Linked DNA regions of Mus musculus: regions 2, 3, 4, 5 and 6 are each linked to region 1. The links are chromatin contacts, called in public HiChIP or PLAC-seq and promoter capture Hi-C maps. All regions are on one chromosome and are shown on one strand. The core of a region is the stretch at or near the end of the contact, and the rest is flanking DNA. Distances in the headings are between cores, read along the strand shown. Region 1 holds the start of Cnpy4 (canopy FGF signaling regulator 4). Region 2 holds the start of Zfand2a (zinc finger, AN1-type domain 2A). Region 3 holds the start of Ift22 (intraflagellar transport 22). Region 4 holds the start of Gpr146 (G protein-coupled receptor 146). Region 5 holds the start of Cox19 (cytochrome c oxidase assembly protein 19). Region 6 holds the start of Get4 (golgi to ER traffic protein 4).

Region 1 (3,757 bases), core at 902-3,401:
AAACTTACCAGGCAGCCCAACCCGACCCTTTTTGGCCCAGATGATTATCACCTATTCATCTGCTGAACTCAGTCGCTGGACAAGGTGTTCCTATTTCCATCTTGGCTTTTTTTGTGCGTTTGTTTCTTAAAACCAAAGTGGTCTGTCAAAATATAAACTAGGTAACTATTTCTTTCCTATAACGACTCCCCTTGCCTCCTGTCCAGGTGTAGGGGTTAACACTTCTAATTTCAGTGGACTGCCTTGGGTTTCATGTCAGGCTTCAGAGTGTACATGCTGTACACCCATATTCCCAGTACCCTGGAGGCTAAAGTGGGGACAGCAAGTTTGAGGCCATCCCGACTCTGCAATAAGTTCCTGTCTAAGATGGTTTCTTTCTTTTCTCTCATATCTCTGATCACCTGCCCCGCCCCCTCCCACTTTACCCTGACATCATTCTCCTTGCTGTCCTTTAAATCTGACAGACATGTACTTGGCTTTATAGCTTTTGTTGTGTTCTTCCTAAACGTGTTTGGCTGACTACCTGACCCCACCCACCTCTCTTTAGGGGCAGGTCTCCTATAGCCCCACTGGCTTCAAATTCACTAGGTAGACAACACTGGTCCTTTGGCCTCTACCTCCCAAGTACTGGGATTGCAAGCACATACCACCATGCCTGGCTTTACCTGTTTGCTATGTTTTCTTCTTCTTCTTAATAATAGTGATATAATATGTATATATATAAAATCACTCTAGATTAAATCTAAGACCTTCCACATGTTAAACAACCCTTCTACAATTGGGTCTCAGGCTCGTCTGGAATTCATCCCGTGGTCTTGATTTGGAGAGCCTCCTGCCTTTTACAGCTGTTTACCACCAAGCCTGGCTATTATTTCTTCTTGTTTATTATCCTTACCCCACCAGTAAACAAGAATATGTCTGTTATGTTCACTGACCTATCTGGTGCCTAGGGCATTGTTAAATATATGAATAAGTCTTTTTTTTTCTTTTTTTCTTTCCTTTTTTTGGTTTTTCGAGACAGGGTTTCTCTGTATAGCTCTGGCTGTCCTGGAACTAACTTTGTAGACCAGGCTGGTCTAGAACTCAGAAATCCGCCCGCCTCTGCCTCCCAAGTGCTGGGATTAAAGGCGTGAGCCACCACTGCCCAGCATGAATAAGGTGTAAGTGTTCACTAAATACTTGGTATAACAATTACCAAAATGAAAAAGACACAGACTCAAGCTTGGAGTTTACTCTGTGGTTAAAAGGAAAGGAGCTTGCCTGACACTGGACATGAAACCAACCTCAAGAGTGTTCAGAACTGAGTGCTAGGGACTGGTTCTTTTCATTCCAAGTCTTCTCAGACTTTTGTTAAATCTTGTCTACAGGAAATACAATTATTCAGCACATACTCTGTACCTGGTCGGGTCCCAGTCCTCTGTGGTGGTACCCTTGCCACTAAGGTTTCATAAAACACTCTAGCAGCCTCGGGAGTTTCTCAGATCAGTGGAAGCGACAGGAAGACTTCTTAGAGAAGGGATAACTTGAGCTATATCTTTACATCATTTTTCTCAGCTAGGGAAGTGATTCGAAGATTACCCGGGCAGCGCTACAGGAGGTTCACAAGCCACTACATCGCCCCACCATCCTTCCAGTGCAGTCACGCACAGGGTCCCCACGAGCACGGACACACAACCAACCGTCTTCTTCCCAGTCCTCACATGGGCCCTTTCAAAGGGTCTCCTCACGGATACACCTCAGACTTTCCCCCGCCAGCCAAGCACCGGGAGCAGTAAAAGCCTCTCACCGCTGCCAAAGCGCCGCTCACCCGGCGCTCGGCGCCATCTTGGCCCCGCCCCCTGACAGGAGTAGGTCCTGGCAGAAGCCAAAAAGTTATCACTGTTCTTCCCTATGTCAAAATAGACCATATCGTTTCACAGTCTGAAATTATATAAAAATTTCATTCTACGTGCATGTGTAAAGATCATATTACTCTATTCTAATTACTTCAATTTGTATCTTCATTACCCAGCTGTCAGGACCTTCAGAAGGCGCCACAAAACTGAGCCATCACGCTCCACCCACTTTCGGGCTGGCTCTGAGCATGCGCTGACCGTTCTATGATTTTTTTTTTTTTTTTTTTAAAGCTTGCTGCGGGCTTCGCCTAAATTTAAAGGGCCCGCTGCCTTCCAGAAGTTGGTCTGAAGGCAAAGGGTGGTTGTATGTGTGGACTGCGTTTTATCATGGGACCTGTGCGGCTGGAGATACTGCTTTTCATCCTGGCAGCGTACGGTGCTTGGGCTGAGGCGACAAAAGAGGAGGAAGATGACACAGAACGTTTGCCCAGCAAATGCGAAGGTACAGAAACGGAGTAGTTGCTATTTACATCTCCCTATCTACCTCCTGCCTCTCTAACTCTAGGCTGAATCAAATGGGCTAGGATAGATGGATCACTAGACTGTCTTGAAAGAGGTTCTGTTGGAGCTTGGTAACACTTGAATGGGAACAAGGGAGGGAAAGCAGGGTTAAGGTGGCACTACATTTCCCAGGTGGCATCCAGAAGGATCTAGGTTTTTCTTGCGGGCTTGGGCCCCAATGTATTGTGGGAATTGTAGTTCAAGAACCTGTAACGCTGGCTCTATGGAGCATCTTCCTCAGTCGTTTCTCTCCTTGTTAAAAATCTGGACAATCTGCATGGGTGGGGTGTAATACTCATTCCTTATAGGCATACTGAGTCCCGCCCTGGCAGAGACGCTCTTAAATTACAGGCCTGATGGCCCCCTTTAGGGGTTTTAAAGGTGAGTAAGTCCCCAGCTGAAGTTCATAAAGAGAAGATGAAGACACCACACCACTTAGAAGTTGCCCATCGGTGTGAGGCTTTGCAGATGGGGTGCACTGTAGGGATTTTACAACAAGCAGCATGGCCTCTGGCTACATTAGTAAATGCCCTCCCCCCAACCACCCCTCCCATCCCCAACAGGGAGGAAGCCAGGTCACTGAATAAATATCCTGTGGCTCCCTAACTCTAACTTTTTCTTTGGATTCATTATTGCTTCACTTTACACCCAACAACATGTTTTTATCATTGACACCCATGACTTGATTCTAATCTCTCACTTATTTTTGCATCTGTGTCCCCACTCTTCTGAGTCGGGGTGGGGGTGGAGACAGGGTTTCTCTTTATAGCTCTGGCTGTCCTGGAACTTGCCTGTAGACCAGACTGGTCTCTAACTCCGAAATCCACTTGCCTCTGCTGGGATTAAAGGCAGAAGTTAACTATATGAACCCCCTGTCTCTAGTTCTGACCTCAGAATGCTGGGATAGCGTGTGCCACATCACCTAACATTGCAGAGGTTCTTAGGATCTGAACTCAGGTCCTCAAGCTTAAAAGTGCTTTACTTACAGAACTGTTTTCCCAGACCCTAAGCCAACTTTGGAGTGAGGGGAGAGCTGTAAAAACACTTTTTTTTTTTTTTGAGACAGGTTTTCTCTGTGTAGCCCTGGCTGTCCTGGAACTCTGGAACTCACTCTGTAGACCAGGCTGGCCTCAAACTCAGAAATCCACCTGCCTCTGCCTCCCGAGTGCTGGGATTAAAGGTGTGCGCCACCACTGACTGGCGTATGTACACTCTTAGCTTTCATACTTTATTCCTCAAAGTGACTGCTTCAGACACACCCAGCGTCTCACAGTCAGTAAGTGGCCCCTGTCTTTTTCTTGGCTGTTTTCCTCCTCTCCGTTTTGTATTTGATAAACTCCTCCCCATTCTACTGGACCCAG
Region 2 (3,757 bases), core at 934-3,433, 1.3 Mb after region 1:
CTGCACCTCTCCAGAGCTTCAGACATGCTGGACACGTGCTGTACCACCTGAGCAACAACCCCAGTCCCAAAGGTAGAAATGCAGGAAGGTCAAGAGACAATGAAGGCCCCACAAATGTCTTCACGTCTTTTCAACACAGATATCATCTCTTGTGGCATCGCAACCATCCAAGCTGCCTTTGTTATCTGCAAAGCCCTGGTGGCTATTGCGTGGCCTTAAGGGGTCATTAACTTGCAATTCTGAGCAGACCCTGTGTTCCTGCACCAGAGTTTTCATGCTGAGAAGCTAAACCAGGACAGAGGCCAACTAGCGAGAGAGTGCACCAGCCAGGTGTCCTCCGCAGAGCAGCCAATGTAATGCTGTTTCCCTAGCAAGAGCCCCCAAAAGTTCTTACCTAGCTGTTTGCAAGTTGGTTCTGAACAGTGCTTCCCCAAGTCAGGAAACTCCATTATAAATGCTGTCCAAAAACACAGATGTATTTAAGTATCACCTGTGGGAATTAGAAGAGAATGAGGTTCTGAGTTGGACCCCAGGGCCTGTCACCTGCAGCCAAAGAGCACAGAGAAGCTATTTGTGAGAAGCACGGGAAACCCAAACCATCCTGGGGCCATGGGAAAGACTGCCATCTCATAAATTCTCAGCAAAGAGCAAAGTGGTCGTTTCATCATAAATACCAAGCCTTGGGTTAATAAGAGAATGCTCTGCGTAGCATGTGGGAGGGGGAAGTTCTAGGTTCAATCCCCAGCTCTGGCAAAAACAAAACAAATGTGGTGAGAGAAAGAAAGGCTTCCCGTATGGAGTCCATAGCTGCCACTGAAAATTATGGTCTCCTTGGAACTCAAGCTGCAGTCTCAACTCCTCAATACACTTGTTGACATCAACAAGATTCGGTGCCAGGTGCTAAGTGGCATCAGTTGACTATGCTCCCCAGAGTAGGCTGTCCCTTGCCTCTCCCTCCCTCATGCCTTCAGTTTTACTTTGTGCACACGCCATAATGACATCAGGCCAGGGCCGATCAAGGCAAGCGGCACTTTAATTAACCACAAGAAACAGACAAGCAGAGAGGCTGGCATCCCGGAGACCAGGCTTGAAGCAAAGTCTCCTCCAAGTCCTGTCACCTATCAAATGACTCGAAACTCTTGCACTTTCCACAGGTCAAGTCCCCAAAGAGCTTTTCACATCTTTCTATTACTTTCTCTGCTGGGAACTTCTTATCTACTCCTTGTTGAGAACTCTCAGGCTTCAGAAGACATCTATTTGACTTGTCAAGGACCAGTCTACAGTGTCACTTCCTCAAACGTCACCTCTAACACCTCTAAGCCAATTCACTTCCCACCCTTCCCCCTTCCTTTCCTACTGCATTTAGTGGTTAGGGTGGATCTCATTCCTGTCGGGGAGGAAACCTTTTAAGTCGTGCACAACAGAATCCGCATTATGAAATGTTTTTGTTCAAAGCAAGCAGCACGTGACGTATTACCAAATGACCACCGACTGTTTCTTTTCTCCCCCCCCCCTTTTTTAAACAGGGGGCCGGGGGCCTAGGACAGACGCTATTTTGTAGTGCTGGCTGTCCCTTAACCCGTTTTGTAGATCACTTTGGCTATCAACTCGGAGATCCGCCTGTCTCTGCCTCTGGAGTGCAGGGATTAAAGGCACGAGCCACCATGCCCTGCTAGTAGACTGTTTCATGAAAGTGTGTCTCACTACTTAGCTCAGGTTAGCCTGGAGCTTGTGATCTAATAACTCAACTCCCCAGCGCTGAGACTACAGGCCTGCAACAACCACTATGCCTGGCTGCCGCGACAATGGCTCAGGGCAGTTGACCTGGGGATGTGAGATGTCACTGTGCTGAGACAGTAACTCCTTGATGGCCAGGCCACGAGAAATCACAGCGCGGAGACGCCAGCCCCTAGTTCACCAGCTCCCCGGGCCCCAGCGGCCCGCAACCACACCGGTACCTGGCACTCACGGGTAGTCAGAGGCGGAGACAGACAAGCGGTGCCCTTTGTGGTTATCCCGGTGACACCGCAGTAGAAACTGCAGCTCCAATCGCCGCGAAGCGCCCGACTTCTCTCAAGGCCGGAAAGCGTAGCATTGCCCCTGCAGCAGCCTGGGCCATTTATCCCCAGCCGACAGATCCAGAGTCATACATCCTGGGCGTTCCCGGCGCGCTCTGATGACGCCACACCAACACCAACCAATCCCCTAACATCTAGAGTCGGCCCGCCAGCGCGCCCAAAATGTCATCGAAGGCCAGCCAATTCCTTCGTGTTATGACCCCCAGAGGGCTGGGCGCCGTGATGACGTCACTTACATGTCACCAATCCAGCAGTTCTACGGCCTTTTCGTCCCTCCCTATCCCCCCGCCTATTTTCTAGAACAGTCAGGCAACATCTCTAGCTTAGGCTGAGTCGTGGTGAGGCAGCTCTGGGTGAGGTGACAGGCTTGCCTGTACCTGAGAGCCTGAGACAGGACCCGGCCGGACGTGAGAATCCTGTGTCTCAGTAGGAGTTCCCTGAGGGCTGGGATCGCGGTATGCACAGATTGATGGCCCATTTGTGAAGCTGTAAGGATCCCAGGACTCGGGGAGGCAGAACGCCAGGGACAGGTCATCTGAACAAACATGCCTTGGAAAAGTGAGGTCCAGTCTACAGAAGAATTACAAGATGATACCCAAAATGCCTGTATCTCTGTTACCAGAGTTGCTGGAGCACGGACTATGCATGTGATTTAAGAAAGATGTTCAGGGCTGGTGAGATGGCTCGGTGGGTAAGAGCACCCGACTGCTCTTCCGAAGGTCAGGAGTTCAAATCCCAGCAACCACATGGTGGCTCACAACCATCCGTAATGAGATCTGACTCCGTCTTCTGGAGTGTCTGAGGACAGCTACAGTGTACTTTAAATAAATAAATAAATAAATAAATCTTAAAAAAAAAAAAAGAAAAAAAAGAAGAAGAAGAAAGAAAGAAAGAAAGATGTTCAAGCCGGGCGGTGGTGGCGCATGCCTTTAATCCCAGCACTCGGGAGGCAGAGGCAGGCGGATTTCTGAGTTTGAGGCCAGCCTGGTCTACAAAGTGAGTTCCAGGACAGCCAGGGCTACACAGAGAAACCCTGTCTCGAAAAAAACCAAAAAAAAAAAAAAAAAAGAAAGAAAGATGTTCAAGTGTTGCTGACCCAAGCTCGAGAATACCAAAGATCTGTGGGCTAGGCTAATAGACCCAGAATACTACTGCTCTGTCCTGATTATTTATGTTTTTAATTAATTATTTATTTATTTCTCAATCTGACATAAACTGAGAAGAGGAGACCACAGTTCAGGAAATAACCTCTATAAGATTGGCCTAGGAAGTACTTTTAAGTTAGTCATTAATATGGAAGGGCTGAGCTCCTTGCGAGTAGTACCACCCCTAGGCTGATTATCCTAGGTGCTATAAGAAAGTAAAAATCAGGCCAGTTGGATGTGTACACCTATAATCGCAGCATGTGGGAAGCAGAGGCAGGTGGCTCTCCTAGTTCTTGTCCAGCTTGGCCAACATTACTTTTTGCTTTGTTTTTTAAAAAAGATTTATTTACATGAGTACACTGTAGTTGTCTTCAGATACATATCAGAGGAGTGCATCGGATCCCACTACAGATGGCTGTGAGCCACCATGCAGTTGCTGGGAATTGAACTCAGGACCTCTGGAAGAATAGTCAGTGCCGGCCGGGCGTGGTAGCGCACGCCTTTAATACCAGCACTCGGGAGGCAGAGGCAGGC
Region 3 (3,757 bases), core at 533-3,032, 1.3 Mb before region 1:
TCTAGCTGAAACAGTGAGCTCCAAGTTCAATAAGAGACTTAGGAGGAGGAGGAGGGAGAGGAGGGGAAGGAGGAGGAAGAGGAGGAGGAGAAGGGTAGAAATTGATAGGGAAATATACAAAGCCAACCTCTGTCCTCCACAGGATCACAGAGAGACACGCACATGCATATATGCACACTACTCTATAGGAATTTACCTGGTAAGGGGAAACACACTGTGTAGTTTCTCTCTCATCTGAAAAGGAAACTTGAGGTGCGAAAGGGCAAGCAGTCCCATCTCTGAATATATGCTGCCCAATGACCTGACACCAACTTCTCCTACAGCTCGGGCCGGGGACCTAAGTGTGTTTCATGCCGAAAGTCAGAGGCAGGAACACAAAGTTCCCTTCAAATTTTCCAGGTTGTTGTAAAGAAATAATTTTCCTGAGGGGGTCTCTTGTCTTTTGAAACTTTTAAATTTTTTTTCTTTTTTCTTTTTTATTTATTTATTTATTATATGTAAGTACACTATAGCTGTCTTCAGACACTCCAGAAGAGGGAGTCAGATCTTGTTACGGATGGTTGTGAGCCACCATGTGGTTGCTGGGATTTGAACTCTGGACCTTCGGAAAAGCAGTCGGGTGCTCTTACCCACTGAGCCATCTCACCAGCCCTAAATTTTTTTTTTCAATGCATGCGAAAGAATGTATGTAATACATTGCCACTCTGGAACAAGAGCAATAAAATTAACCACCCGCGATTAATATAATGGTGCTTAAAAGTATGAAAGCCGGGGCTGGGGAGATGGCTCGGAGTTTAAAGCACTGACTGCTCTCAGAGGAGCCCCGACTTTGGTTTCCAGCATCCATTTTGGGCAACTGAACTTCCATAACTCTAGCTCCAGGGCACTTCCTTCTGGCTTCCACAACCACCTGCACTTTTGTATACGTGTGTGTATGTGTGTGTGTGTGTGTGTGTCCACACGCGCGCGTAGGTTTTGATTTTTTTTTTTTTTTTTTTTTTTGTTTTTAATATGAAAAAACTCAGAGAATGACCGAAATGTCAAAAGAACACACACACTGGTTTGGAGAAGCTTCTCCGCCGCCAAGAACAATCTCAGCATCAAAATAAATAATGACAGGGCTGCAAAGTGACTCATCAGGTAACGGCCGGAACCACCAAGCCTGAAATGGTGGTGGGAGAAGAAAACTGAGTCCTATGGCTTGTCCTCTGATCTTCACATATGTATCATGGCGGACACACATACACGCAGATAGATGATGATTGATTGATAGATATAACCTTTTAAATTGAAAAAAAAGTTGGGAGTCGAGAGTGGTGACACATGCCTTCAATGGTATTAAAGTTGGGGGGGCAAAGGCAGGTGGATATCTTTGAGTTTGAGGCCAGCAGGTCTACATGCGAGTTGGACTGGGGATATGGTGTCAATGACAGAGCGCTTTCCTAGGATTGATGACCACCTGAGTTCAATCTCCAGCATCCACCGCGGAAATAAAAGAAAACCAAAATCACAGTACTGTTTTCCAGGCAAGTTTAGCAGCTCCCTTAATCTATGGAGCGTTCAGGAAGACCGGGAGAAATAAAGCAGGTTGGAGCCTGGCTCTTGTACCCCTTCCAGAACGCTCAGGTTGCAGTTAGCAGGACCAGCTTTGCCTTTTCTCTTTTGGTCCTCCTCAGCTTCCATCGTAGGCCACTTTTCCAGGCTCCCGGAACTGTCAGGGTTTCCTGGGCTACTGCGCAGCTGTTCCCGGTCGCCGTGGAAACTGACCAGCCAATCAGAGCATGCGGCCCAGACTGGCGGACGCGGCGGGGAGCTTAGCGCGCTTTGGTGGTGGGCTTCCGCGGGTTCGTGTTAACGGACAGCGATGCTGAAGGCTAAGATCCTCTTCGTGGGCCCCTGCGAGGTAACTCAGGGCTCGGGGGCTCCCTAGAACTGGGGTTGTTCTCAGGAGGTGCAACTTTGTACCAGCAACCCCACTGAGGGCGGCAGCTGGCGCTACCGTGACCAGGCCTTCATCCAGTTCACCCCTCCCAAGTAGTGGAGGAGAATATTGAGGTACCCAGGTCTCAAGGGCAGCGGAAATAAGGGGCGCCTCATGACTTCCCCTCCGAACCTTCCGTGCAAAAGGAATGTGTCCATGAGATTAGAAAACTAGATATTTTCAATATAGGGACTTGGAGCAAGTGGTTATTAATATGAGGAAGTCACTCTATATGTGATTCACCGAATTAAAGTTCAGATGGACCGAAACTAAACATGCAAATAAGTTAACTGTAGAAGGAAGCTGGGTGCAGTGTCCCATGCCTGTAATAATACCAGGACTCAGCAGGCAGTGGAGGAGTGATCACAAGTTTAAGGCCAGCCTGGGCTATGTATTGAGTTCTGGGACAGCCTGAGCTACAATGTGACATGTCTCCGATAACAAAATTAGATAGATAGATAGATAGATAGATAGATAGATAGATAGTAGAATTCGGGAATTACCTACATGGTTAAAGTTCAAATCCTTGGGTCCCAGCTCAGAAGGTTAGCTTAATAATGTGATCTTCATCTGAGGTTATTGGCTGATGGACCAAACATGAGAACCAATGTACATTCATAGGTGACTATATGGTGAAGATATGTTTTTAATCCTAAGTTAGGAGGCTGGGGTAGAGCTGGGTGATAGGATGTTTGCCTAGCATACAGGAATCCCGGGGTTCAATCCTCTTCATATAAAACATTCATGGTGGTACATGCCTCAGTTTCAGGGTTTGGAAGGTAGAGAGGCACGATGATTGACAGTTCAAGGCCACAGCCCGGGCTACAATAGCAAGTCTGAAGCCGGCCTGGGATACGTGAAACCTGTCAGAGAAAGAAGTTGCTAAGTATGCACAGAAGCAAAGGAGGATTGAGCCATGTGTGGCGCAGGCCTGACACCTCAGCATACAAGACACTCAGGGTTGCCACAAGTTTGAGACCAGTCTGGACCATATAGGAGTGTTGAGTCTAGCCTGGGGCAGAGAGGAGGAGAAGGCTTAAAAGAAAGGAGGGGCTGGAAAGACAGCTTGGTGACTAAGAACACATACTGCTCTCGCAGAGAGAGCTGAGTTCGGTTTCCAGAACCCACGCCAGCTGGCTCACAATTGCCTTTAGGTTCCAGTGCCAGGAGACCTGACACCTCTGGCCTCTGTGGGTACAGGCACTCAATATGCACAGACCCTCACACGGCCTGGACATAATGGTGCGTGCGTTTAATTCCAGCACCAAGAGGCAGAAACAGGTAAATCTGAGTTGAGGGTCAGCCTAATCAATGGGCCAGCCAGGGCTACATAGTGAAACCCTGTATATAATAGTAAATAAATAAATAAATAAATAAATATATATAATAAATATATAAAATAAAATGGAGAGCATGGTTGTGGTTTGGAGAAAGTTTGCAGACTGTTACAGATCTGCGGTTGGTGATATACACAACGCTTCATCATTTTCAAGCCTGAGGCAGGAAGCTTGGTTCCCAGCCTGAGCTACATAATAAGTCCTTACCTTAAAGCAAGCAGCTTGGAGAAGAGAGTATAATTGCAGAGAGCGCTGTGTCTTTGGTTACTTGGTGGTCTGGGCTTTTTCTGAAGCAGGATCTCATGGAGCTTCGAATGACCTTGACCTCCTGATCGTCCTGCCTCTTCTCAGCCTCTCCACCCCTTCCTCTCCTCTTCTGTCCCTTTTATCCCTCACCTCATCCCCTTCTCCCATCCTGTCGAGTTTTACCAGGGCCCAC
Region 4 (3,757 bases), core at 825-3,324, 1.2 Mb after region 1:
GGCAATAGGTTATATTCATGTAACTCTACAAATAAAGTAATTTATTTACTGAGAGAAAACCTCATGGAGATCAGGCTAGCTTTAAAAGTGCTCTAAAGGCAAGGCTGGCCTTGAGTTCTTGATCCTCCCGCCTCCTATGTGCTGGGATTGCAGGCATCCACCGCCATACATTGTTTAGGTGGTGCTGGGGATGGGTCCTAGGCTTTATGCATGTTAAGTAAGCGTTCTACCAACTTAGCTACAGCCCCTAGCCCCCATCAAAAACTAATAATTAACTTAAACATATTCCCTGCTCCTGGCCAGTGTCCCCTAGATTCGAACCTTCCCAACAATGCTCAAATGCACGAGAGAAAGTGGAGAACATGGGGAACTGGTGAGGACAGATGTAACCCCACCACCACCCCAAGCCCACGAAAGACAAATGCAACGGCTCGGGGAAACAGGGCTGCTCTCTGGTTCCTGCCCAGCATTTCGAAGTGCCCTTGTGGAATGCAGCTGATCTTATCAACTGCCACTCCAGAACAGCCAGGAAGACCTGCCAAGTCCCAAGAATGTGGCCCGGGAAGGGAAGTTCCGGGCGTTTCCATGGCGCTTGGCCTCGGCAGGGCACTGGGCTGCTGTGTGAGCTGAGACTCGTGACCACTGAGTACACGGCCCGAGCAGGGGCCATGCCTGACCCTTAGGAGCCCTCCCTGCAGCACGAGGGAGGCCAGCTCTGTGGGATTTTTCAAATATCAACCTCAGAGCACGAGGTCAGACAGCAATTCACACACCCTACCATGTCCAAGATGTCTAGCTCGGGGACATGCCTGCTCAATGGGAGGACCGCCCGCAGCCGAGTCGGCGGCTGGGCCCTCTTACTCTGAACATCTGTGCTGTGCTTCGGGTGGTGCAGAGCAGGCAGCCAGTGGGGCCTTGCACTAGGAGGGTGCTCGGTTCACCAGCAGCACTCCCCAGTTGTGAGTGAAACCTCACAGGAACCCTCTGGAAGGCCCAGGAACCCTGACACTTCAGAGTCTCACCAGGAATCCTGAGGGTCAATTATTTATGGTTTACTTTCATTTTAGATTATGTGCCTATGGAGCCCAGAGGTCCACCTTGGCCATCATTCCTCAGGTGCTGTCCACCTTGTTTTTTATAAGACAGGGTTGGCTTTTTGGGGGTGGGGGTGGTTGGTGGCCTGAAATGTGAAAGTTAGATAGGCTGGCCCAAAGGGCCCCAGCGCCTGCCACCTCCCTAGCACTACAAGCACATGCTACCACACTCAACCTTTCTGACATGGGTTCTGAGGGATCAAACATAGGTCCTCCTGCTTGCAATTGGGCCAACAACTCCAGGACCCTCCCCCCACTTTTGACAGTCTTACTTTGCAACCCCAGTTGGCCCAGAATTTGCTATGTAAGCTACAACAGCCTTGGATTTATGGCAGTCCTTGCTCTGCCTCTTGAGTGCTGAGATTATAGATGGGCACCATCATGCCCAGTTAGGCTATCTGTGTGTGTGTGTGTATTTTGTTGTTGTTACTCTTTGTTTTTTAAGATCTCATGTATCCCAGGATACCCTTCAGGTGACTATGTAGCCAGGGACAGCCTTGAACTTCTGATCCTCCCTGCTCTATCTCCTGAGTGTTGGGACTACATGTATGCACGCACCACTACCCCTGGCTTATGTGGTGTTGAGGACTAAACGCCGGGCTTCCTGACTGTTAGGCAAATACTCTAAATGGCACCATTCCCACTTTCATGTTGGACAGCAGCTACACAGTGGGTCGGAGCTGTTTTCTCCGGACAGCTCCACTTAGACGCCTCTAGGACCGGGGAAGCACAGGTCGGGGAAATTACAAACTTTAATGGGGGCAGGTGCGCCGCCCTCCAGCATTAAGGCGGCCGGCCGTGGCTGGCCAAGGGGATTGTCCGTTCGGACTGGGGGCGGAGCCTGCGGGAACTAAGCACCGGTTCCAAGAAAAGGGCGGAGCCACCGAGCTGTGGGTCGGGAGAGAGGGCAGGGCCTGACGGCGTTGCTCGGCGGGCGGGGGCGGGACCACGCGAGCAGCCCCCGGGGGCGGGACGGGGTCACGTGTGTACACAGCCCCCACGGCGTGCGCGCCGTGAGCTCCGCTGCCTCCTGCAAGCCCAGCTGCCCGCCCGCGGCCGGTGCGCGGGCCGCCGCCCAGCGAGCGGTGAGTGGGGCCCGGGGAGGGGAGCCCCTAATGCTCTGTTCCAGGCGGGAGGAGACCGCGCCAGGCTGCGCTGGGTGGACGCCAGGGACAGGGAGTGTGGTCCTGAACCCGCGGCGGGCGGTGGGTTTGCTGCCCGAGGAGGCGGACGGGCTCTCCTAGGACGCTACGGTTACCATCTTCGTCCCTTCTGTTGGTTAAGAGCGTCAGGACATTTGGAACCCGTGCGTAGAGATAGCGGAACTTGCGCCATCGGCCCTGAACATTCATCGGGCACGGGAGGCAGTACCAGCAACTAGAACCCCAAGTGAAGGGATACAGTTTCTTCGGTCCTCAGGCTTGCTGACTAGGACTAACTTAGTACCCGCTGTCCAGAACAGCACCTGCCAATTTAGCGCGCCCCGGTCTGTGATTATGTTCTTGCGAGCTGCATTCCTATTCTCGTCCTGATCCAGCAACCTGACATCTATGTCCACCTCCATGTATCAGAGGCACTGATAACCTGGGGTTAAGCTAGCTTGAAAGAACTATAAGTTAATCCTATTGAAACGCCTCTGGACGTGTCCTGAGGCCACTCCACCCATAGGGGACCAGGCACTATCTCTGTGAGTGCAAGGAAACACTATTAATAATTACACTAAGGGTACAGTCACATTATCCTAACCTGCCATGTAAGTCTTTGAAGAACAACCACAAGGTCCAGATTTCCAAACTAGAACCTCTGGTTGCTCCCAGGGTACAGTGTATCAGTGTCCCCGTGACTCTTTTTTTTTTTTTTTTTTTTTTTGGTTTTTCGAGACAGGGTTTCTCTGTGTAGCCCTGTCCTGGAACTCACTTTGTAGACCAGGCTGGCCTCGAACTCAGAAATCCGCCTGCCTCTGCCTCCTGAGTGCTGGGATTAAAGGCGTGCGCCACCACGCCCGGCTCCCCGTGACTCTTGAATGGGCTCATGAAGAAAGCTGCGACACATCCAGCTAAACCTAATGTGGGGATGCATGGGGATTTAGGTCAGAATGTGTAGGCTGAGTAGTTGGGAGGGGATGCCTGTGTGGTTCACAGACTGGAGGAGACTCTTGCAGCTCCCTGGGCATTCTCTCCTTCCTTACCCCACAATGTCCTAGCATAATCCCCTCCTTTAATGACCCAAACATACTGAGACATGAAGCCAAGCCCTTGGGGGAGTGAGATCTGTGCTCACAAGTGAGGCTCCTGTTTTCCTTAACCTGCCCTAGTTACTTGCTCCTGCCTGCAGCCTCTCAGCTTCCCTGTGGCTCGAGCTGTCCTGACCCAGCAGCCGGACAGTTCAACCTACAAGTCTGGCTGGCCAGCACTGGGTCACATGTGTCTCTGAGCTCTCAAAGGCCCTGGTGGCCCAGGACTCCAAGCACCACAGAGGCTTCAAAAGGCAGAGAGGACTCGGTCTGCAGAGAGACGTGGTTGACTTTTCAGCAGAGACGCAGAGTGACCTGTGCACCCCAATGTCCACTCTGGGGACCCTTTCATACAGGAGTTTCCCCATCTGAATTAGGAGCGCTGTAAACCCAGCAGAGCATTGTTGTGATGGGAGCAAATGTGACAAGA
Region 5 (3,757 bases), core at 361-2,860, 1.2 Mb after region 1:
GTGAGTTCCAGGACAGCCAGGGCTACACAGAGAAACCCTGTCTCGGAACCCCCCCCCCCAAAAAAAAAACCCAAAAAACCAGTAATCTCTAAAGCTGTCCCTGGAGCTGGAGTCTCTACAGCAGTTCACCGAAGCGTCTAATCTACACTAACAGCTGCCGTTTCTACACTAACACGAGGGCTGAGGGCTGCTGCATCTCTCAGGGCTGTGTGCTGGTGGTAGGACTTGTGGGGAGGTCTGTGTGCTGGTGGTAGGTGGGGGGGGGGGGGATGTCCTATGTGCTGGTGGTAGGCAGGGCAGTCTTTTCTTTTTTTAATTATTGTAGTGCTGAGGACTGGACTCAGGTTCCTGTGCGTGCCAGGCACCAGCTCGGCCTCTGTAATCTGAATCTCCAACTCTCTCCCAGTTTGTTTGTTTTTTTTCTTTCCCATGTTCCAGTTTCCCAAAAGGCCTGTTAACTGCAGACTTCAGAACGGTGACTAGAAATCCTCCAGGCTGGAGGCGTGGCTCAGAGGTGAACACTCGCCTAGCATGTGCCAAACCCGGGCTTTCAGCCCCAGTGTTAGATATCAAAAAGCTTTTTGAAAATATTTCCTTGCCTAATGTTCACGGCAGACCCAGAGCCTGGAGCTAGGGGAGGGTGGGTATGTCCTGCGCTGAGCTGAGCTGCCGCCAGGGGGCCTAACATCAAGCTCCGTTCCAGGAGGCCTGTCACCATCCTATCACATTAGCCCCAAGTCTTACTTGGAGAGCCATGACATGTGGCCCTCTGAAATAGGGGCCCTCAAGACTCAGTTTCTCTGACTGCACCCCCACAGTGCTCTGAGCACGCCCAGCCCCACTACCCGGGAAGGACCTGTAATATTAACTGCTCTGCATCCAGGGTCCAGTACCTCAGACCCCACCCACCATTTCTAGCATCCTGTCATCAACACACATGACAATGCCACCCAGGTCTATAACCCCACACACTGTCCCTCATATTCAGCTCCTTCACTTTGGCTCTCAGACCTTCGATCCAGCACCCTAGGCCCTGTCACATCCAACATCTAACTCTTCAGACATTACACCTAAATCCAGCAACTCTGACCCGGCCACTCAAATCTAGTACCTTAGGCTCTGCCACCCAGATCTACAACCCCAGGCCCTGCCATCCAAACCCAGTGCCCCCAAACCTGCCATCTATAGCAAAGAGACAACACTCCAGTCTCTGCCACCCAGACCCAGCAGCCCAGACCCTGAACCCAGATCCAGTACCCCTGACCCTGCCACCCAGATATCCTGCACCCATAACTCTGTCACCCAAACCCAGTACCCCAGTACCCCTGACCCTGCCATCTAGAACCAGTATCCCAGATCCTGCCACCTACTTCCAATACCCCTGATCCTGTCACCGAGAAACAGCACTCCCTACCACTCAGACTCAGCACCCGAGACGCTGCCACCCAGATTCAGTATTCCTAACTCTGCCACCCGATCCCAGGCCGCCATCAGCCTGTGCCTCGCCTCGCCTCACCGAAGTGGTCCAGCGGGAAGCTGCCTTTGTCTGGGGGCCGCGGCTGGAAGCTTTTGGTCCCGAAGTTCATTGCGGTCGACATCACGGCGAAATCCAGAGCGGAGAGCGACGGCGACGCAGGGCAGATGGCTGAACACCGAGCGGGTCCAGGAAGCGTCGAGCTAGTCGAGCGGACGACTGGCCCCACCCCGAGTCCACCCAGGCTCCACCCACCAAGCCCCGCCTCACCTATCTAGCCCCGCCCCTGCCGTGTTGCGAAAGGATCTGCCCTTGGTTTCCAGCCCTCTGAGAAGCAGAAAGAAGCCTGGCAGTCATCTTTTGGTACTGATTAGCAAATAAGGACAGAAAGATGCAGCCATTTGCCCGAGGACACCAGTCTGTGCCCCGGGATCTTCATCCCACCCATCTGTCTTCCAGGGACTGAGTTTCCCATCTACTCAGAGGGAAAGAAGCACACTAAAGGAGGGGTGGCTAGCTTACTGCCAGTGCCGTGACACAGTGATACAAACGGGTTTTACAAACAGAAAATAAAGCAGGGTGCAGTCCCTCACACCTGTAGACAGCGCTTAGGGGGCTGAGGCAGAAGGATTGCCTGAGTTTTCAGCAAACCTGGGCTATGTAGCCAGTCCCACAAAACAAAAGAAAATCTCCCCAAAGGGCATCTTCTGTGGTTCAAGAGACCAGAAGTCTGATCCTAAGGTGTTGGTCATCAGCCCTCTTGTGGCCTGCTGTCCCTGCTGTCTGTTCCAGGGAGCCCAGGTTCTCTCCCAGCCTCTGAGATGTTCTGTCAATTTTAGGTAATTCTGGGCTGCTAGATATCTCCCTCCGGGGCCTCCACTTCTGGGAACATTCTCCCATGTTTCTGTATCCAAGTATTCCTTTTATGACATTGCCACACCGGGGTAGGGCCATCCCAACAATCAATTCTCTTTCCTTCCTTCCTTCCTTCCTTCCTTCCTTCCTTCCTTCCTTCCTTCTTTGCTGTCTGATTTTCTTTTTTCTTTCTTTCCTTCCTCCCTTCTTCCCTTTCTCTTTTTCTCTCTCCCTCTTTCCCTCTTTCCCTCTTTCTCTCTCTCTCTCTCTCTCTCTCTCTCTCTCTCTCTCTCTCTCTCTCTCTCTTTCTTTTGAGACAGGGTTTCTCTGTAGCTCTGGCTGTCCTGGAACTCTGTAAACCAGGCTGGCCTTGAACTCAGAGATCCACCTGCCTCTGCCTCCCAAGTGCTGGGATTCAAGTTGTGCTCCACCATGCTCAGCTCATCCCAACAATTTTAACCTCTGCTGCTTACATCTGCCACAACATTATTTCAAAAGGTCCTGGGGGCTGGGACTGTGCCAGGTGGATTTGGGGGGGACTGTTCTATGGTAGTGGGGTGCACTCTACTGACTCTTTGCTGTTGTTATGGCAATAACACCCATACCCAGCACCCCTGCTTTTCAGCTTGGGGACAGAGAAGAGCACTCGCACCCTGCCACCCTGCACTGCTGTCAGTGTAGGACATTGGCCGTCATTCCATCTCAGCCACACATGAATGCTATGTTCTACACTACACCAGGCCCTGGCAGTGAGCAGAATGGGCTCAGTGGGCTCCTAGCAGCTCCTTGGGGCCAGCTCTTCCTCTACAGTCCCTTGATGAATCCCAACATCACTGACGCAGAAGCAGAAACAATTCCCAGGGGCTGCAGAGAGGTGCTTGACCGGCAGATCTACTCAGTCTCTCCTGTCTTGCTGGACTCCCCTCCTCCACAGGCACTGGATCCCATCCTGCCTTCCTGTCTGGGAGGCTGGATTTAGCAGATCTACAGGCTGCCTTCAGAGGAGTACCATCTCCCTGCCAGACCTCCAGCAAGCCCATTCCAGGTCTGCTTCCAATCACCTCTCAAAACGGGGCCTGGAGGGATGAACTCAGCTGGCAAGGACACTCACTATAGCAACATGAGGACCTGAGTTCAAATCCCTAGAGCCTCCCACCCCCACCCCCAAAAGCCAGGCTGGGTAGCATGGGCCTCTAATCCCAGCATTGTAAGGGGTGCCTTGCTGGCTGCCAGCCTGGCTCCAGGTTCAGCCAACACCCTGTCACAAGGGGATAAAGGGGAGAGAGAGAGCAGGGCAGCTGATGTCCTCCTCTGGTTTCCACATGTGTATGGGGTATACACATCTCACATCTGCACATCAGAGAGAGAGAGAGAGAGAGAGAGAGAGAGAGAGAGAGAGAGAGAGAGAGTTATAGAGAGACTTCAGAA
Region 6 (3,757 bases), core at 891-3,390, 1.1 Mb after region 1:
AGTTCATAGGCTTTCCTTTACTTTTTTTCCCTCTCACCCTAAGACAAGGTTTCTCTGTTTAACCCTGGCTCTTATATCTTAGAACTCACTCTGTAGACCAGGCTGGACTCGACGTCCAATCTGCTTGCCTCTGCCTGAGTGCTGAGCCCACACCATGCAGCTGTTTCTCTGTCTCTTTCTCTCTCTCTCTTTTTAAAGATTAATTTTATGTATATGAGTACACTGTAGCTGTCTTTAGACACACCAAAAGAGGGCATCAGATCCCATTACAGAAAGTTGTGAGTCACCATGTGGTTGCTGGGAATTGGACTCAAGACCTCTGGGAGAGCAGTAGGTGCTCTTAACCACTGAGCCATCTTTCCAGCCCCTAGCTGTTTCTGTTTTAAAGAGAAGCCTGTTACTAGGGCTTTGCTCTCTTGAGGACCTGCTAAACATCTTGAGAGAATTCCAGCCAGGAGGGTAGTGCTCACCTTTAATCCCAGCACTCAGGAGGCAAAGGCAGGTGGACCACTGTAAGTTCAAGACTAGACTGTTCTACATAGCAAGTTGCAGAACACTCAAACAGAGCAATATAATAGGCCCTATCTAGGAGGGGAAAAAGTTCCAAAAAGAATTTATGACAAACTGTACTACACTGTCCCATCCAGACAAGTCATCCCCTGGTCGGACACTCATGCAGCATGAATCACTTGCCCCTTTGTTACTAGGTGTCTGGATCATCAGGTAGAATGCTGTATCCAAGTGGTCCTTCCTTATGTGGTAGTGCCCACAGAGCATCATCCCTCTTCACAGAAGGGTGAGCACGGTACTGTCAGAGTGTTGGGAACCAGCAAAAGACATTTATTCTAAGTACTACCATCTTGTTTTCAGGCTCCATTTAATCATATCAAGAAACCAAGCTCCCAGGCCCTAGGGGAGCTAGGGACTTCCCAATAGCTTACTTTGAACAGCTTCTGTTGTAAGGAAATAGTTGTCTTGAGTCCAGACATCTCGAGGACAACTTCATCTTGCTGGCAGGGTCAAACTAATGTTTATGTTTCCAGGCCTAGGAACCAACCTATCCTGATACAGTGGGAACGCCCTTGTCCAACCCCTTACGACGGATTATGATTAGACAGTGCTACAGCCTGCCCACCCACCTCCCCCTTTCTCTATATTTTCATCCTTTAGGCTGTACAGTATTCCCTCAGGGTTTTACTTCAGCTTCATCTGCTCTGCGGCCCTGACCAATAGCGGCTTGATTACCTGCGTTGACCTGGTGTCTTGAGTTATGTTGGTTTTAGGTTGGATTTAAGCGGACCCCACAGCAAGAGATCATGTTTACAGACTCCTTAATCTGTTACCATGCTTTCTGCTTGCACATGGGTGTGGTGCAGAAAATGCTAGTCCAGCTGGCCCGGGTGCAGGCATAAAAAGTAGGTAAGTTGAGGCAGGAGAGTCACAAGTTCAAGGGCCAGAGTAAATGGAAGGCTGAGAGTGTGTAGCTGACAGAAATGAACGCCCTGAACTTCATCTCCAGCATCCAAACTCATTATTTAAGGATATGTGTAGGGTTTTGTAACCTGAGTTTTGGATGCTGTCAGAGGACAACTCTGACCCTGGCCAGCACCTCCCATCCTCCCCCAATTAATCATGACCTTCCTCCCTTCTCTGCTGTCACCTGCTCCAACCACAGCCAGGTCTTCTTGGAGACATTACAGGTTCTAGCCTGAGCATACTGCCCTGTCCCAGATGTCACTAAGGATGACTGCCACCTGGAGGGGCACTCCCCGGGCAGGTGTGAGACAGGTCAAAGCTTCTAAAATGTGTCTGGTTCATCCATGCGCTAAGGGTAACTTCAGGGGGCGCGCGAATAAGACGCCTCATCGCTGAGTCTTCTGCCTCAGTTTACTTGCGCAGCCTACGTGGCTGATTACATTGTGCAGTGATGACACTAAGCTGGGGACAGCTCAGCGTGTAGTCCCGCCCAAGACCTCGGTCCCGCCCACTCTCGCAAGACTACAAACAAGTTCCCGCGATAGTCTGAGAGCCCCACCCCGTCGGCTTTTCCTGGCCTGTGTTCTCAGGGTCCTTCTCAGACCCCCCCTCAGGGGCGTGTCCTCGCGCGGCTCCCGCGATCCCGGCAGGCTCCGCCTCGATCACGTGCGGCCCGCGGCGCGCCCGCCCTCGCACGGCTCCTCGCGGCCACCGTAGAAGGAGTGCGGCGGCCGCAGGGACGGAAGCCGGGAGGCGCCGCCGACCGCGCCTGCGACAGCGTCAGCTCTGCGCGGAACGCCGGCCCATGGCGGCGGCGGCGGCGATGGCAGAGCAGGAGGGCGCCCGCAACGGCGCCCGCAACCGCGGCGGCGTCCAGCGCGTGGAGGGCAAGCTGCGTGCTAGCGTCGAGAAGGGCGACTACTACGAGGCGCACCAGATGTACCGGACCCTCTTCTTCAGGTGGGCGCGGGTGGCGGCTTAGCGCCGAGGCCCCACCTCCGCTGTTGCTCATTGGCTGCGCTGCGGCGCCCCGCACCCTCATTGGTTTATGCGGCTGCCTGTCGCGGAGCAGAGCGGGGGCGGCGGGCTTGTACTACTCGGCAGGGCCTCCTCTTCTCTGCCTGGTTCCCCCTCCTCCTCTCTCGGCCTCGTCTTTCTGAGTCCCTGCCTTACTCTCAGAGCTGCCCTTCCCCCGTCCTTCCTTCCTTCCTTTTCCCAGGCCTCCTTCCCCAGCCAACTTCTTCTCAGGCCTCCCCTTCCCTGGACTCAGTTTTATCACTAGCCTCTCTCCTCTTCACTTAGGCCTCCTCCCTCTTACAGGCCTCTCTTCCCGCCACTCCTTCTCTATCACACCCTCTTCCTCGCCTGGCCTCCCTTTCTCTGAAGGCTTCCGCTGGTTGGCGAGTCCTGTTGTCAGAGTAGTCTCACCTAGTCCTCCCTTCTGTGGCCAGTGATTGGAATTGCACAGCCGGCTAAAGTGTGGTCAGATGCTGACACCGTGGGCCAGCCTGTGGCCATCTGTATTCCTGCCTCTGTGCATCTGCCAGCTGATAATTCCTACGTAGAACTTTATTCCTGACTACAGGACATCAGCATTTCTGCTCCATGTCCGTAGTGTGGGTTTGGCCCCTGTGCCCCTTAGACCTACTTTTCGTTTTAAAATACGTTTTGTTTTAGGGCAATTTTAGGCCTTCAGTAAAAGGAGTGGAAAGTGGTTATCTTGTACCAGTTGCACATTATCATCCACCCATTACTGTCACCTAGGGCCCACGTGCTGTGGAACTCCTCCTACAGTCACTCCCTCTAGCTTGATCTGAGCACGGTGTGTTCTGTGGGCTGGATAAAGCTGCCATGACAGTGGATGACACTGTACACAGTGGCCTCACTGCCTTGAAGCCCTGTTGGGGGCTGAAGAATCAGTGCTCTGGGAACCCTCTGGCTCGTGAGTGATACTTGTTTACATCTGAGGACAATTCCCACTTCCCACATGCCCAGATTGAGCCTGGCAAGTAGCCAGGTGGACATGGGAGGGAGGGGCATGGTTAAGGCCACACGCAGTAGTTAGCAAGCCATCAGGGACCAGCCTTGCAGTATTTCCCTCCGTAAGTGCTCAGTCCAGGGGGTTGGCAGGTGTGGGATGAGCCTTGGCGTCCTTGGTGTCAAAGACTTCCTGTTTTCTTTACCTATTGGGCGCCCTGGATTTGGAGCAGCGGGGTTTAGTCAGCTTATCGAAACATTAGCCCTTGCTCTAATCACAGGTTACCTGAAGGGCAGCCTTGTT

What was found. Promoter capture Hi-C pulls out the DNA fragments that hold promoters and counts their contacts. HiChIP or PLAC-seq counts read pairs in DNA pulled down with a chosen protein or histone mark. Capture Hi-C pulls out chosen DNA fragments and counts their contacts.
Region 2: a promoter capture Hi-C map of pancreatic islet shows a contact between it and region 1. The contact joins the promoter of Zfand2a here to the promoter of Cnpy4 in region 1. A contact is called at or near these places in 1 of 39 promoter capture datasets (pre-B cells), 1 of 484 Hi-C or Micro-C datasets (B cells), 1 of 115 datasets of contacts at active chromatin or transcription factors (pancreatic cancer cells) and 1 of 9 other capture datasets (pancreatic islet).
Region 3: a promoter capture Hi-C map of liver shows a contact between it and region 1, with 2.6 times the contacts expected there. The contact joins the promoter of Ift22 here to the promoter of Cnpy4 in region 1. A contact is called at or near these places in 1 of 39 promoter capture datasets (liver) and 1 of 9 other capture datasets (liver).
Region 4: a contact with region 1 is called in a FOXA1 HiChIP or PLAC-seq map of pancreatic cancer cells. The contact joins the promoter of Gpr146 here to the promoter of Cnpy4 in region 1. A contact is called at or near these places in 1 of 39 promoter capture datasets (erythroid cells), 2 of 115 datasets of contacts at active chromatin or transcription factors (microglia and pancreatic cancer cells) and 2 of 9 other capture datasets (adipose tissue and liver).
Region 5: a promoter capture Hi-C map of pre-B cells shows a contact between it and region 1, with 3 times the contacts expected there. The contact joins the promoter of Cox19 here to the promoter of Cnpy4 in region 1. A contact is called at or near these places in 1 of 39 promoter capture datasets (pre-B cells) and 1 of 115 datasets of contacts at active chromatin or transcription factors (bone marrow-derived macrophages).
Region 6: a contact with region 1 is called in a promoter capture Hi-C map of liver, with 4 times the contacts expected there. The contact joins the promoter of Get4 here to the promoter of Cnpy4 in region 1. A contact is called at or near these places in 10 of 39 promoter capture datasets (the 3T3-L1 cell line, the C10 cell line, cranial neural crest and 6 more), 5 of 484 Hi-C or Micro-C datasets (B cells, CD4 T cells, Th1 cells and 2 more), 5 of 115 datasets of contacts at active chromatin or transcription factors (astrocytes, craniofacial prominence, embryonic stem cells and 1 more) and 1 of 9 other capture datasets (liver).

What each region holds. Positions count from the first base shown.
Region 1 is chr5:138,185,384-138,189,140 of GRCm38.p6, forward strand. Cnpy4 (canopy FGF signaling regulator 4) reads left to right here and starts at 2,152. Exons shown (of 6, transcript NM_178612.4): 1 at 2,152-2,337. The coding sequence starts at 2,202. Taf6 (TATA-box binding protein associated factor 6) reads right to left here and starts at 1,843. Exons shown (of 15, transcript NM_009315.4): 1 at 1,787-1,843.
Region 2 is chr5:139,482,308-139,486,064 of GRCm38.p6, forward strand. It overlaps Zfand2a (zinc finger, AN1-type domain 2A), which reads right to left and starts at 2,184. Exons shown (of 7, transcript NM_001159908.1): 1 at 1,970-2,184; 2 at 395-490. The coding sequence starts at 449.
Region 3 is chr5:136,906,368-136,910,124 of GRCm38.p6, forward strand. Ift22 (intraflagellar transport 22) reads left to right here and starts at 1,783. Exons shown (of 5, transcript NM_026073.3): 1 at 1,783-1,903. The coding sequence starts at 1,865.
Region 4 is chr5:139,378,565-139,382,321 of GRCm38.p6, forward strand. It overlaps Gpr146 (G protein-coupled receptor 146), which reads left to right and starts at 2,075. Exons shown (of 2, transcript NM_030258.5): 1 at 2,075-2,179. The region is part of intron 2 of 3110082I17Rik (RIKEN cDNA 3110082I17 gene); the gene reads right to left.
Region 5 is chr5:139,343,556-139,347,312 of GRCm38.p6, forward strand. Cox19 (cytochrome c oxidase assembly protein 19) reads right to left here and starts at 1,611. Exons shown (of 3, transcript NM_197980.1): 1 at 1,517-1,611. The coding sequence starts at 1,598.
Region 6 is chr5:139,250,184-139,253,940 of GRCm38.p6, forward strand. Get4 (golgi to ER traffic protein 4) reads left to right here and starts at 2,141. Exons shown (of 9, transcript NM_026269.2): 1 at 2,141-2,436. The coding sequence starts at 2,282.